Regions from separate parts of the Mus musculus genome. Here region 1 is linked to region 2. The links are chromatin contacts, called in public promoter capture Hi-C maps. All regions are on one chromosome and are shown on one strand. The core of a region is the stretch at or near the end of the contact, and the rest is flanking DNA. Distances in the headings are between cores, read along the strand shown.

Region 1 (3,370 bases), core at 43-2,542, 320 kb after region 2:
AACCCCCCACATATGTGTCTTTATGCGTGTGCTTGTCGGTGTTGACTTGTGTGTACTCCTGGGGCTGCAGGGCCACCATGCACTGTGGGAGACATGTCAAGAGGTTCCCCTAACACATACCTTCCAGCTGCATTGACACCTGTCCATTGACTCCGCATCTCCAACAACGAAAGTGACCGTCATTCTTCACTGTCAACCAGTTGAGGGAACAGTGACCTTTAGTGGTGATCTGTGGTGATTGCTGAGACCAGCGTTTTTACTGCTTGAACGATGCTCTGTTGTTTTTTTTTTTTTTTTTTCCTCCCCGTTTTATTCCCTGCTTTTACTTATTTTATTGGAGGTACTTGCTACATATTGTGGGTCATGACCCTTTTTTATGTGCTGCCAAATATCTCTGTGCCTATTTTGTTATCAAGCATTCCATCCTCAAATGAGGAATATTCTGGTGAAAGAATTGGTTGGTGGAGCAAGTAATGGGAGATTAAACTTTCTTTTCTCCAGAATTATAGGACTTAAACCTCAAGAATTCAAAAATCTGCAAATATTTTTATAATTTGCTATTTTCTTTTTTTTTAATCTGTGTTTGGGGAGGGGGGTTCTGTTCTATGGTTACTTAATTTTTTGGATAGTCAAATGTATTGACCTTGAAAGAACACTGAAGTCCAACTGGGGCTTTGAAAGCTACTTTCCAATAGCATTACAAAAATCTTCCAACAGCCTTGGCATTTTCACGAGCTTGTTTCTAGGTCATGTCTGTTTGCATGAGATTTCAAAAAGGGCCTCACTATGTAGCCCAGGATGGCCTCAAACTTGGGATTCTCCTGCCTCAGCCTCCCCAGTGCTCAGGTTACAGGCACATGCTGCCATGCCTGGTATCCCAGTTGGTTCTGAATCAAGTTATCTAGGAAGAGGAACCTCAGCTGAGAAAATGCCTCCATCAGATTGCCTGTGGGCAAGTCTGGAGTACATTTTCTTGATTAATGAATGATGTGTGAGGGCCCAGTACGCTGGGTGGCACCATCCCTGGGCAGGCAGTCCTGAGTTGTCTCCGAAAGCAGGCTGAGCTAGCCATGGGGAGGAAGCCAGTAGGCAGTGTTCTCCATGGCTTCTGCATCAGCCCCTGCTTACAGGTTCCTACCCCATGTAACCTGAGAGCTATAAAATGAAATAAGTCTTTCCCGCCTAGGTTGCTCTTGGCCTTGGTGTTCACCAAAGCACTGGAAACCCTACCCGAGACTCCTGGCTCATTTATACCTTCAACCAGTTTCACCTTCTGGGCATCCGTGGTGGGGGAACCCTGCCTGCTCTCGGGTGCCATTCTGCCGTTTACCTCCCTCCTGGCTCTCAGCCACCACTTCCCATGTCACTTACGTCATTATCTGTTTGTTCTCCTCATCTGGCTGGATGCTCAGCTCCACAAAGGCCAGGACCCTCTCTGCTTCCTGATGTTCCTATGTTTTTATTTTTATGGTGCTCGCAGTACCCAGAGCAGTGTCTGTCTGACACATCTCGGGCTCTTCTAAGTACCTAGTGATCGAGGGGACACACGAGCTGTCCCCTTTATTTGAATACTCCAACCTTTCTCTGGCAGTTGGGAATCCCCTCTTCGGCTGCCCTTTCAGCTTCTCCTGTGGTTATTGGTTGGTTCGGCGTTTCTCCTTCTCCTTCTAGTTTTGTGTAATATCATTCCCTAGAATATCGTCAGTTTTCAAATGCATTGTCGACGTACAAAGCTACATTCCAATTCTCTTACATCTTAAAAAGTTTGCATGTGTGCATCTGTGAAAGTCACCTTTCTCAGCGCTTGTCTGACTTTGCTTTTCGCTCTCTGTCTCATTTGCTGGTCGCAGTCTCGGGTGTCCGTCTCCGCCATCAGGGCACAGCGATAGCGTCGCACGCGTGGCTGCTGGTGGCTGCTTCATGTGCTTTATTCTCTTATGTTTGCTTTGGGCTTTATTCATTTCTTCCCTTTGGGCTATTCAGGGTGGTTTTTTTTTTTTTCAATACAAGAGATTGAACCCAAAAGCCTTACATATCGTAGGCTGGTGGTTCTCAGCCTGTGAGTCACACAACCCTTTCATAGGGGTTGCCTAAGACCATCAGAAAACACAGGTGTTTATATTAAATAGTCATAACAGTAGCAAACTACAGTTATGAAGAGGCAATGATGATAATTTTATGGCTAGGGGGTCACCAGAACTGAGGATCTGTTTTAGGGGGTCACACAGCTTTAGGAAGGCTGAGAACCACTGCCCCAGACAAAGGCTCTGCCCCTGAGCCACAATCCCAACCCCCCAGAGTCTTCTATTGTGTTTTGAGACAGTGCCCTGCTGAGTTGCCTGTTCTGCTCTCCAACTTGCTATCCCCCTGCCTCTGTGGCTACCACTTCAGCTCTGGTGAAACCCTTAACCTGCATCTCCTTGTCCCCTCTCCTCTCCTCTCATCACAGAAAGCATTTGAGGCTTGCTTTTCCTCTGAGCATAGAATGACTTGTGCCCACAACCTTCCAAACAGTAATGTTCTCTTTCTCTCTCCAGTTCCCTTAGCTTCGGTCTTGATGTCCCCTTTATTCAAGTCACTTAGAAAGTGTCTCGGCACCACCATGTGTGCCTCTGACTTGCTGTTTTGATTTCGATACCCAGACGTCTTCTGGCTGTTGCCTGGAGAGATGCTCTCAGGATCTTCGATGCTCGCATGCTTTGGAAGTGGAGAGTTGTCTTGCCATATTTGAGCAAAAAGGCATCTTACCTGTGTCTGGGGTCTGTGTAAAGGGATATGTATAGACTCTGTCCCTGTGACTTCTTCCCTGAGCTGCTTCTGTGTCCTATCTACACTCACAGGTGACACCCAGGATTCACTCTCCCTCCCTATGTAGTCCAGACTGGTTTTGAACTCACAATCCCTACCTCGATCCCCTGGCCCTGGGATCACTGGTGTCCAGGCACCATAATACCCCTGCTTGCCCCACAGTTCTATGATTACACTACCTCATTTGTCTCATTAGGGCAAAGGCCGGGCTCTAGCCTATGCCTTCTTGTGGAAAGAGGCCTCAAGCAAACACAAAATGCCCTACTTTTCTCTGCCCGGCATTTCTGCTTCATTCTGCAGTGTGACCTGCCAGGACTCTATTAAAGCTCTTGCCTGCTTAACCGTTTTCTCTTAGATTTCTCTCATCAGTTTGTCTTATTTCCAAATATATGGCTGGGTTTATATTTTCTTTTACCATCCTGGTCTCTTAGCTTAGAATAAGATAATTGAATCTATTTGCATTATTGAATTCATTAATACGCTTGGCTCTCTTGACGTCATTCCTCACATCTCTGTTTGTTATCCATTTTCCTTCCCAGCTAGCTTTAGTTTTACTGATTCC
Region 2 (3,729 bases), core at 316-2,815:
TTCTCCCTCTTCCCCTCCCTCCCTCCCCCTCTCTCTGCACAAAGACTTTGGTCTTGATTTTTCAATATCTTTTAGGCTGGTGTTTCTCAATAACTTCTGTTTTGTTTTTTTTTTTTAATCCCCTGACCCATTTGGCGCTACCTGGAGACGTGGCTGGTTGTTGTAGCTAGGGTTGGCCTATGTACTTCCTAGCAGTTGGTGGGTAGAGACAAGAGATGCTGTTGACTATTTGTTCTAGGACACACAGCATCATGTCTTTTCTGCCACAGAGAACTGTGCAGCCCAACGTGTCACAGTCGTCAAGGTGGGAAACTTGTCATGATAGATGATTATGCAGATTCTTATCAAGAGCAAGTTGAGGGTCAGGGAAGAAGAAGGGGGAGAAACAGAGAAAGCAAAACTTTCTCTTTGGAGTATCATATCTGACATCCAGAAGGAGACCCAGTTAAGCTGAACTACTCTCTGCCACTGGGAGCTCTCTCAAAAGCTCGATTGCTCAACTCAGTAGTTTGGAACAGGAAGTGGAGGCCCTCGTAGTGGCAGGAAGCTGAAGGGGTGATGATTTGTAGAGGCAGAAGGTTTATATGCTGAGCAGGGCAGCCGGGCCCTACCAGAATGCTTTTGTAAAGTTCTAGGGACGTTTTCAAAGGTTGTCTTGTTGAGGACATTGAATGTGGTGCTGAGAAGACACAGCCTTTGCTCCAGCATTGTGACCTTCTAGAAGGCCATGGGTCTGAAGGCCTGTGTACATTCCAAATCGTCCCAAGAAGACAGCCAACAGCATTTTCAGGTTGCATCTTCTCCCCATGTCTCTTTAACATTCTCTTTTAACTACAGGAAATTTGAAGCATAAATAAAAATAAAGAAAATAGTAAGAGTCTTATCTGTATACTGCCCATCTTCAGTGACTGTCACCTGCAAACTAATTGGGATCTGTATTCCATCCCTGACTGTCCCCTTTTCCTAGTGTTGGGAATCAAACCAAGAGCCTTGCACATACTAGACAAGCTCTCCCACTGAGCTATGTCCCTAGACTATCTAACCCTCCTTTCTCTTAAGTGTGGACATAGAGTAAAAAGCTGCTGGTTTCCTGCTTGGGCAGTCAAGGAGATAAGTGGTTTTGGATGCTTCAGTCTCCCTAGAGGAAAACCGATGATGGACACACCACAATTAGAGGAGCCACGAGGGCTGCCTGTAAAAGGAGTAGGTTAGGTATATCAGGCATGGAGTGAGGGGTGGAGCTTAGCTCTTCTAGGTGAGTGAGCACAAGCCTTCAGAGACAGTTTGTTTCTTTTGAATGAGATGGAGGAGCCTGGATGGAGGAGCACACCTGGAATGCTCTCCTGGCAGAATCCCACATAAGGATCTAGGCACAGAGGCTTGTGTTTCTGGAAACAGCATAGCTACCTCATCTCCTTCCTGCTTCACCCCAGGTGTGCAGGGGTGGTGAGTGCCGAGTGTTCAGGGTCGACTCTGGCTCTCGTCTGGTGGCTTCTTGTGGAGTGGCTCCTCTCTAAAAGCATAAGCTGGAGAGGCAGGCACTTGTTAGTCTGAGAGGCCCTTTGTCCTCTGTCCCTGCATCTGGCAGCAGAGGAAGGCCTCCTTTCCCAGCGTCAGTAGCCTACCCCACACAGTGACAGCCAGCTCTGCCGTTTACTTTCCATTCGAGCTTGCTTGCTTGCTTGCTTGCTTTCCCCGGCAGATTCTCCCTAGCCTGAAGGACCTTGGCATGCCTTTACTTGACCCAGGGTTATGTTGTAATCTACATATAAAAATGGCTTCAAGAGTTGAGAGAGTTCTTGAATAATCATTTAATTAACGTCTATGAATTTTAATTAGCATGGATTTCTACAGACCTCGACCTCCTAGACCAAGTTCATGAGCAGCTATGTTGGTGTGGAGGCCTGGGCCTCTGCAGAGCTGTGATTCCTCTTCTTACTCTGTTTACCGAAAGCATGTATCCTCCCCAGAGGCATCAGCTTGCTATGAACATTCTGTGTAGCTTTTCATGTCTTTCTTGGGGGAAAGTGGCTCTTTGTGTGCATATAGTTTTTAGTGTAGTCTGTGCCAGAGTTACATGCCAGCCTCATTACTTATACTGACGATCTTTCAGATGTCTTCTAGGTGGGAATGAGTGTTCCCATTTCACAGATGAGCAAACCAAGGATCAGCAAGGTTTGAGAAGGCTCCATTGGGGGTAGCACTGGACTTTAACAAGCTGCTTTGGCTGAAAAGCCTAGGTGATTTCTATTCAGTCCATTTCTCCCTCACAGCTCAAGTTGGCAGGAGACTGACAGGATTGGTGGGGGAGGTAGAGGCGAGTGCTGGGAAGAGGGACTGAGAGTTATGGTTACTGCAGTGATGAAATCTTCACACTGAGACCCCTGGGAAACATAGCTTTTGACTGTGGTAAATTACCTGTGTCCTATTTTAAAGCTGACTATATAAAACAGAAGTTGCGCAGGGGTAGTCTGGAGATAGATTCTGTCAGTAGTTTATTTAGTTGATACAGTTTTTAAAATTACAAATTGGATTAGTTGTCATCATATAAAATGAAGTGAGATTTCAGGTGCCAGGGGGAGTCTTGGCCTTTCTCGAAGTACCAGGTTCACAGTTCTTCACAGCAGCGCTTAGTGGCTTTGGATGTAGTGAGGTCTCCCCAGTGGCTGGACTTTCTACCTTTCCCTCTTTACCTGTTTATGCTACCTGGCAGGACTCCCAAGGTGTCTGAGTGGGGCCACCCCTATGGAACTTATGCACTCTGTCATCCAGAGATGTTAGAGGCTTGTTTTATATTTGAGTTTGAGTGTGAAGACTTTGCAGAGGTCAGTAAGTAGTATTTTATCTTAGAAAGTACCAGAAAAGTTGTATTTGTTGAGGTAGAGAGTACACCCTGACATGGAAAGCTTTATCGCACTGCTTGCAGCAGTGAGAACAGAGGGCACAGATAGCTTGAGAAGAAACCTTCTTGGGTGTAGTTCCGTTCAGAGAACGAGAGAGGCTGTATAAAGAGTCACAGAGACAAGCCGCCATGTTTAGAGAAAGTTCTGTGTTTGTGGTCAAGGGGAAGAGGAAAGCCTTCCGATGCTAAAGCAGCTCATCTGGAAGTGTCCCGGGCATTCATGTGCCAGGGGGAACTTTATGCTAATGCTGTGGCTGGGTGGGAGAACAGTTTGTTCGGTGGCCATGAAGCAAACAAGTAGAAGGCTTGTGTTTCTGACAGGTAGGCCTGGCTGTTTGAATCAAAGCTCCACTGAAAACATCAAAATGCTGCACGGAGCATTAACATTGGTGGTGGTGGTGGTGGTGCTGCTGCTGGTGGTGGTGATGGTGGGAGAGTCCTATGAATTCACCAAGAAGCCCAGAAGGAAAAAGGGAACAGCCAGATCAAAGCCTATGGACGAGTGGGGACTTCAGCAGCAGGAAGGGTGTGAGCACACTAGAGTTAAGTTTTGCCCTGAGAACCATTGTATATCTGCATGCAGACTTTGGTTTGGCCAGCCTTGAAGGACAAAGAACTCAGGAGTCAAAGGACACGGTTTGCCCAACGTAGAGAGAATCACAAGTAGACAGGCTGCCTCGGAGTGGAACTCCTGCGGACACAGGTGAGCCTGGAGCTGAAACCAAGTTACCCCACCCCTAGGGACAGATTGCCTTGGTAATAAGGAGAGCAGCAGGGAGAAGGGAGGGTGCCCTGGGGTCACTGGGCAGCTTTTTCACAGGCTTCAA

The links. Capture Hi-C pulls out chosen DNA fragments and counts their contacts.
Region 1: a promoter capture Hi-C map of pancreatic islet shows a contact between it and region 2, with 4 times the contacts expected there. The contact joins two enhancer-like sites. A contact is called at or near these places in 3 of 39 promoter capture datasets (the 3T3-L1 cell line, hippocampal neurons and stem cell-derived epiblast-like cells), 1 of 484 Hi-C or Micro-C datasets (muscle stem cells), 3 of 115 datasets of contacts at active chromatin or transcription factors (embryonic forebrain, forebrain and microglia) and 2 of 9 other capture datasets (adipose tissue and pancreatic islet).

The regions. Positions count from the first base shown.
Region 1 is chr4:120,057,504-120,060,873 of GRCm38.p6, forward strand. The region is part of intron 2 of Hivep3 (human immunodeficiency virus type I enhancer binding protein 3); the gene reads left to right. Among named protein-coding and RNA genes, the nearest start is that of Gm36215, 16 kb to the right of the region's middle. Within about 2 kb of position 1,293, at least 10 of the 459 cell types and tissues checked have an H3K27ac peak or open chromatin away from gene starts, as enhancers often do. A contact at or near this core is called in pancreatic islet, where this site is marked.
Region 2 is chr4:119,738,311-119,742,039 of GRCm38.p6, forward strand. It overlaps a transcript of Hivep3 not described here. Among named protein-coding and RNA genes, the nearest start is that of Gm35957, 16 kb to the left of the region's middle. Within about 2 kb of position 1,566, at least 88 of the 459 cell types and tissues checked have an H3K27ac peak or open chromatin away from gene starts, as enhancers often do. A contact at or near this core is called in pancreatic islet, where this site is marked.